2 separate regions of the Arachis hypogaea genome follow, and region 1 is linked to region 2. The links are chromatin contacts, called in public Hi-C maps. All regions are on one chromosome and are shown on one strand. Each heading gives the region's core, a stretch centred on a gene start, on an enhancer-like site or on the middle of the called end of the contact. The rest is flanking DNA. Distances are from core to core; before and after follow the strand shown.

Evidence for each region. A called contact is a pair of places that touch in the nucleus more often than the background predicts.
Region 1: a Hi-C map of leaf shows a contact between it and region 2, with 2.3 times the contacts expected there. The contact joins the promoter of LOC112715082 here to the enhancer-like site in region 2. A contact is called at or near these places in 3 of 8 Hi-C or Micro-C datasets (leaf and an unstated tissue).

Annotation. Positions count from the first base shown.
Region 1 is chr10:9,023,324-9,026,976 of arahy.Tifrunner.gnm2.J5K5, reverse strand. LOC112715082 (C2 domain-containing protein At1g53590) reads right to left here and starts at 2,402. Exons shown (of 12, transcript XM_025766834.3): 1 at 1,661-2,402; 2 at 1,300-1,374; 3 at 446-589; 4 at 108-200. The coding sequence starts at 1,786.
Region 2 is chr10:8,968,375-8,972,064 of arahy.Tifrunner.gnm2.J5K5, reverse strand. No RefSeq gene overlaps it. Among protein-coding and RNA genes, the nearest start is that of LOC140173104, 11 kb to the right of the region's middle. Within about 2 kb of position 1,479, at least 3 of the 3 cell types and tissues checked have open chromatin away from gene starts, as enhancers often do.

The sequences.
Region 1 (3,653 bases), core at 1,153-3,652, 54 kb before region 2:
CATTGATCACATCACACTGCAAAATTTTAACCAAACAGAACAACATTTTCAACTGCTAATGCTGAACAAGGCATTGTCCTGCTATCCTGCATTCCAATATTACATACCAAGTGGTCATCATCATTCTGGCGAAGTACCCTAATTTCAGTAAACAAAGGGGGATTTCTTCCCAAGTATAGGTGCTGCACAACAGCTTCTTTCTACAAATATATATTATACAGTCATCAATACCAAAAGTGAAATCAATTAATTTAATACCCGCATATATAAAGTTAACCAAAAGAAAGAAATACAAAAAAGAGAAAAAAATTACATGCATAAGTCAGTGTGATAGAAAAAAAATTGAAGACTAAAGCATAAATTTCAGTTTTCACACAGAAGTCAAGATTCAAATTGCTTGATCAAGCACTATCAAAGATAAATAAATGAACAGGATGAGTCATACTGCAGTCCAAGGTTTGTACTTCTCTAAGAACCATGGTATGATGGGAAGCAAGATATTCTGAGAGGCAATATTTTCCATACATATAGGCCATATGTTTTCAACAGCATGGTTCAACCACCGGACAGTTTCAGAATCTGAAAGCACCTGATGGACACAAAAGGCATTATATGCAATATATTTCAGTATGATATATCAGATAATAATTTGAAATTATAATTACATTATTAAAATTTAAAAAAACCAAAGGAATTGACTACCAAAAACCCTAAACCAAGGAGACAAGGAGTGTTGCATTTTTAACCATATAATAATAATCCATTTGCTAGTGTACCTTTTATAATGAAGCTATACAAAATTTTGTTTTTGACATCAAATGAAATGCTCAGTCTTCATCAAGGTAAAACATCTTGCAGAAGGTTACTAATAATCCATTTAACAGCAGCAAGAGGAATAGTCTAGATGAAAGTTCTAGCTCTTTTTTTATCAGTACCATATTCCATTTCAACTTGACTTTTGGGAGAGAATATATTACATAGTTTCTTCCCCCCATTGCCCTTTATGCATTTTCTTGTACTATATTTGGAGTACATCATTTACTTGTAACTTACTAATATTGTCTCATCTCATACTTCATAAACCCTTAAAAGAATAACCATGCAAATAATGTTCAGATTCTGTCATTCTTCAAGAAGTAAGGGGTGGTTCTTTAACTTTTAGAACAGCATTTATTCACAAATTTTCTATTTCTTCTTTCCCCTTTGTTCATTTACTTAAACTGAAGCTTACTGTTTTTCCCACATAAACTTCATAAATTCATAAAATCAAATTAATAAAACTAACACCATTAGAATTACCCTTCTTTGATTAGCTTGTTTCCTCTCCTCAAACTGCACCTTCTTCCGCAGCCTTGTAACATAAAGCTCATGAACCTTTTCAAAGCCAAAAGAAAAAAGAAATATATCAAAGTCAGCAAAATATTATATTCCTCCATCTTTTTCTTTCCGTCTTTAAACAAATACAACAAAAAAGACAAAAAAACCAGAGTACAAATTCAGTTCCAATCACTGAGAATAAGTACCCATTTTTATTTGTATCCCGCATCACCAACCCAACAAATTAAATACCCAAAAAAAAAAAAACAAAACTAACAAAAGAGAAAGAATTTTCAGAATCTCCAAAAGTTTTCAAAATTGATAACCACGGTCCCTCACTCACCAGGTAAAGATAGATCAAAGCAACAAAGTAAGCAAATGGATGGAAATAGTTTACTGCAGATAGCAACCACATCACCATCAGAACGATCCCCACATGATGCAAGATCGTAACTTCCGTTATATCCATTCCGCGAGAGAGAGAGAGAGAGAGAGAGAGAGAGAGAGAGAGAGAGAGAGAGAGAGAATCTTCACTTGAATCCACCACCCTTCGCAACAAAGATAAAAAGTTTGCACAATCCCATTAATCCAAATCCATTCACCAACTACAAGATCCACGAATCTCCGACAATGGGAAAAAACCAAATCTTTTCACCAACTCCACTCGCCAGAAGGCTACAAATATTGAAATATAAAGGCACGTATTGAAACTGTTTGATGAAAGGCTCCAATGAAAGAAGTAAATACTCCAAGATATTCAAGAAAGGAGGGGGAAACGGAATTGGAAATGGATATATAATACATCATTCTTATTATAAAATATGTCAAATATCAAATATCAAAATCATGTGCACAGTGCGAAAGATTAAAAGTTAAAACTTTGAGAGTGTGTGTCCCAATTGAGGGCCCAGGGATTCGGATAATTTGGGGTTAGTGAAACGGTGACGTATTGACGAAGCAAACACCGGCAAGGTTCAGTAGCGGATTAAAAGAGAAAGAGGAAATGAATTGAAAGGGATAACCGCTCTTGAATTGGTTGCTGCTAAGTGGTAACTTGCGGAGGTTTTGGGGAACGTATATGGGAAGAGATTTACGTCGCAAGACTATGCAGCTTTGACTGCTGGTTTCCCGCCACGTGGCAGACACGTGGGATACTGATACGTGTCGTCGGCACCGTGTTGATTGATAAGAGCAAATCCCCAAAGTGAGTTTTTAAATCCAACAATGTTGAACTTTTTTTCTTTTCAAAGAATTTTTTAATTTGAAATCGGATAAACAAATGAAAGTTATAATTGATTTTTTTAAATATGTATAATAAATTATGTCTTTATTTTTTTATTATAAAAATTACTTTATTTTTATTGAAATATATATTTTCTATCCTTTTAAAAAACTATAGAAGAGAATAAATAAAATTATTTTAGTTTGTTAAATTTTATATGTGATTTAGTTGGATATCTTAATTCTTTAATTTTTAATTTTATTCTTTTTAACTTAATTGATTTAAAATGGCTCTAGTTTCTATTATTTAATTTTCAAAATTAATAACATAATTTATTTTGTTTTTTAATTAATCATCCACGTTACATTGTCGTGATGTTCACAAAATAATGATTGAGCAACTAAATAATTTAAAGGGTAAGACAAAGTTTTATCTTTGAAATTTTTCAAGAATTTTAAAAATATTTTTTATTTTTTATTTTAGTTTTATTATAAAAAAATTTTACTTGTATTAAATGTATTTTTAGCAGCAATTTTTAATAAATTTAGAATCAATTTAGTAACTATTTAAAAGTGATTTTGTTCTTTCGAATTTAAAAATTATTTGAACAAAATTGTAAAAAATAGGTCAGAGACACGTATTATTACTATTCTCTTATTCCGAGTTTTCAATATTCTGAATCTATTATTTCTAATAATAGGTGGTTTATATGCAAAAAATTCAAGTTGGGACACTGTTCTGAACAAGAATGATACACCAAAAATCCAATTAAATGAGAATAACACATTATTAGCTCACTAATGGTTAACGGATATATCGTTAAAGTGAATAAAATTATCATCAGTAAAGCTATCAGATTATGACATTGAAACGTACATTTAAGGCAGTAAATACCTAACAGTTATATCGGAAAGGTGTAATATAAGAAAAAAAAAAACTCTTGAGGTAAGACATAGTTCAACAATCACTCTTAGAAAATTACTTTTTTATTTGAAAGAAGAGAGCTCAACACAACAAGTGGAGCATAAGTAGGCAACAAACAGAACCAACCTAGAACAAATAAAGAAAAACAATCAACGCAAAAAACACTAATAGATATCCCCTTGTTATCTTC
Region 2 (3,690 bases), core at 230-2,729:
GTATTATTTTAATTTTATTATTTTAAAAAATTATGTTTAATATTACTTTAAGAACAAATATATTTAAAAAAAATTATTAATATTTTTTAATAAAAATAAATTTTTAAAAATATTTTTATATTTTGTGATGATTCAATCTATAAAATTGAATAAAAACTTAAAAATTGTCAATATTCAATCGAATTTGATTCGATAATTTTAATACGGATCGAATATCAAAATTTTAGTCATATCTAATTCTATCCAATCCACACTTTTAAGACCCAATCCACACTTTTAAGACTGAATCAAATGTGATCACAAGACGAATCAAATCATACTCAATTATGCAGTTATATACCATATGCCATTAGTGCTCATGTGCATTCTCATGTGGCATTATTCCGTGTTAGCAAGGCGAAGTGAAGTTATTGTAAACTTTCATACGAAGTTTAGGAACCTCTAAAAAATATTTAAAAAAAAGGTGGATGAGTGTAAATTAAAAATAAGTTTAATTATTTATTAAAAATTTAATAAATCTTTTTTAGGATAGTTTACGTGTTTAAAATAAGTGAAGAGAGATATTATTCATTTATCCTGTTTGAAATTTAAATACATGCATATTTTTTTAATTTATATACCTACGAATTAGATTGACAACCCTACTTTGACTATAGACTGAGTAGGATCAAATTAAATACCCACAGGTACGGTACATATTATCACCCTATCGTAGCGTTCAATTTACTAAACAATTGTATAGAATTAAACATACAATTCTAACTAATGAAATTTATCTACAGACTTAAAAAAAAATCAAATTAAAATAGTACATGAAATTGTATATCATTGACAAAAATAGCTGCCAAAGATATAAATGAAATTTTATCCCCCTAAAAATTTTAAACGATTTGTGCATTTGATTTAATTTTGTGTAGAATATTTGAATTATTTAGAATATGTAAAACAGTTGGAACAAAATCAATCTATAAATTATTTTTCTTTAAATAAATTTGTACATTAAAAAAAAGGAAAATTTTCATTTTATAGAAAAACACCAAAGCTTAATGATTAAAATGTTTGATTTTTTAATTATGTTTGCTAAATACTACATCAAAATCCAATTTTTAATTTTTTTTTAGAATATATATCTTTATTTCTTTTATTTCTCATGGTATCTCTATTATGACAAGCTAATAATTAATTCGTCGCAGATCGGAATTTCATTTAAGAGTTTGTTATTGGTCAATAAATTACTGCATGTACAAAATAGAATTTAATCCTCCAATATTAATATTAATGAACTAATTACTAGACTTGGTTTAAAAACATAAATTTTCTAAATACTAGATACTTGGTTTTTTATTTTTTAAAGAAAAAAAATCACACAAACACAACACAACTTTTTTTTTTTTTTGGTTTCCCACGAACACAACACAACTTTATTAGTTCCAAGAAAATCACCACGTATTTCCATGGAGAATTTCAATACAGGCCCATAAGATGAATATAGATTTGTAAGTTTTGAAGCAAAATATTTGGATAAGGATTGGAGCCATAAACATGTGTAGCTTCCTAATGATGGAAGCCCGTACATTTTATAAAACACACAAGCCCAAAAACAAATAAGTAAGCATGTATTTTCTAGTTGATCTTTTGTATCAGAATTTTCTGTCCAAAAATGAGGGGAAAAAAAGAGACCCAAATTGACAAATTAATGTAACAGGGTGGATGTTACAATATTTTCTTGATGTTTGGAGTTTTAAAATTTCATATAATTTTAACAAAAAAAACACTATTAAAATTTAAAATTTAATTTACTTTACGTTGATTTAAATTAATATTTAATGCATACTGATAAAATTAATAAACAATTAATACTTTTTTTTTTAAAAACTACAAACATATTAATTATAACTTATAAAATATATTTTTAATAAATGATAATTATAATTATTATAAGAAATTTAATATGCTCTATTAGTATATAAGTTATTTAATTAGTTAATAAAATCTAATTAATTAATATTTTTATATTTTATTTATTTTAATTATTTATTTAAAATGATAATTTATTTTATAAAGTTTATTTAATATACTATCTTCTTTTTTTCATTGAAAATAATGAATTTGTTTACCGACACATTTATTCCTATTTCTGTACAATTTGAATCGTATTCGTATATTTTTATTTTTTTTATTAATTTAATTTTATTCACATATTTGAATTTTAAATTTTTAAAATTTTTTATTTAAAATTTAGATAGATATAATTTAAATTAATAATTTAATTTAATAAAAATAAATATATTCGTATTATTTTTATTATCTTAAGCAAAAAATATCTCTAACTATATTTTCTAGGTAAGATTTATTAATCTTTTCAGATATTATGTACTTATATATACACTCTAATATTATTAATTTGAAAGATTACATATATCTATCTCTTTTGTTAAGATATTTAAAAATCATGTTTAACCGCTTTAAAAAAATAATACGAGAACATTTATTTAAAATAAGATGAATATATTTATTTAAAATTTAAAAATTTTAAATAAAATTATTCGTATTAATTTTAAAATAATATGAATATGTTTGTTTAAATAAAAAAAATTTAGAATAATAAGAGTATTATATCTTTTTAATTCTTTTAAATTTTTATTTTTATCATAATTTTATAATAATTTAGTATCAATCTAAAAATAAAATAAATTTAAATTAAAACAAAAAATTTAACCCAAATAGAATTTAATGCTAATTCTTTTCTCTTTCTTTAATAATTAAATGATGATTCTTCTCTCTCTTCTTAATTAAAGAGTACTAAAACTCTAAATACGTTAACTTTTGTTTAACTCTTCAAGAAGAATTTTAATACTCCAAACCTTCTAAGAATATTGAATCAGGCGCCATGTAACAGATTCATAATTACCTACCCATGACCCAAAAAACAAAAAAAAATCATAATTACCTCTTCATTACGACAGTAGATAGAAATACTTCATACTTTTTCTAATGAAAAAACATAAAGAACCAACTTTTAGTTATGTTAACTAATTTTAGTATTTATATTTATAAATGAGAATTTAGGGCTATGTATTTAAGATAAACAAAAAATTCTAAAAAATTAGGTGAAAAGAAAAATTGATTATCTAGCATTATTCTTTATATAAATGTAGACATTGGGTAGTTAGAAAATTTGAGAGAGCTCCATATCGGATTTTAAAAAAGTAGAGCATACATGTAAAAAATTATTCGTGAGTTACCTTTGAAAAATCAGAGATCGCCTCTTGAGACTTCCCAATGGTCTCCTACTGAGCCTTTTAGTAGTTGAGAATGAAAAAAAGGTAAGAGTGACTTGCAAAGATACTATGATGTTCAAATCAATAAATATTTAAGAGGTGAAATTTTTTAGGATTCAAAAGATCATACTTGGAGGAGCGGATAACTCCTCTTTATATAGGGTTCACTGTTACTCATATCTTTGGGGTGATTATGAAACTAGGGTCTTTTAAAATTCGAATTTAAAAAGTTGTTAAAACATCGTTGAGTCGGATGATAGGTGAAGGTTTTAAGCCCTAGACTTGTATGGAGCTGGGGGTACCTTCTTGGGTTGTAGTAGGGCTGTTTGAGTCTGAGGTCAGGTCCGTAACAATGCCCTCAAATATGACGTGTCTAGGGTGACGATGTCACATGCATTTTTGTGGACTT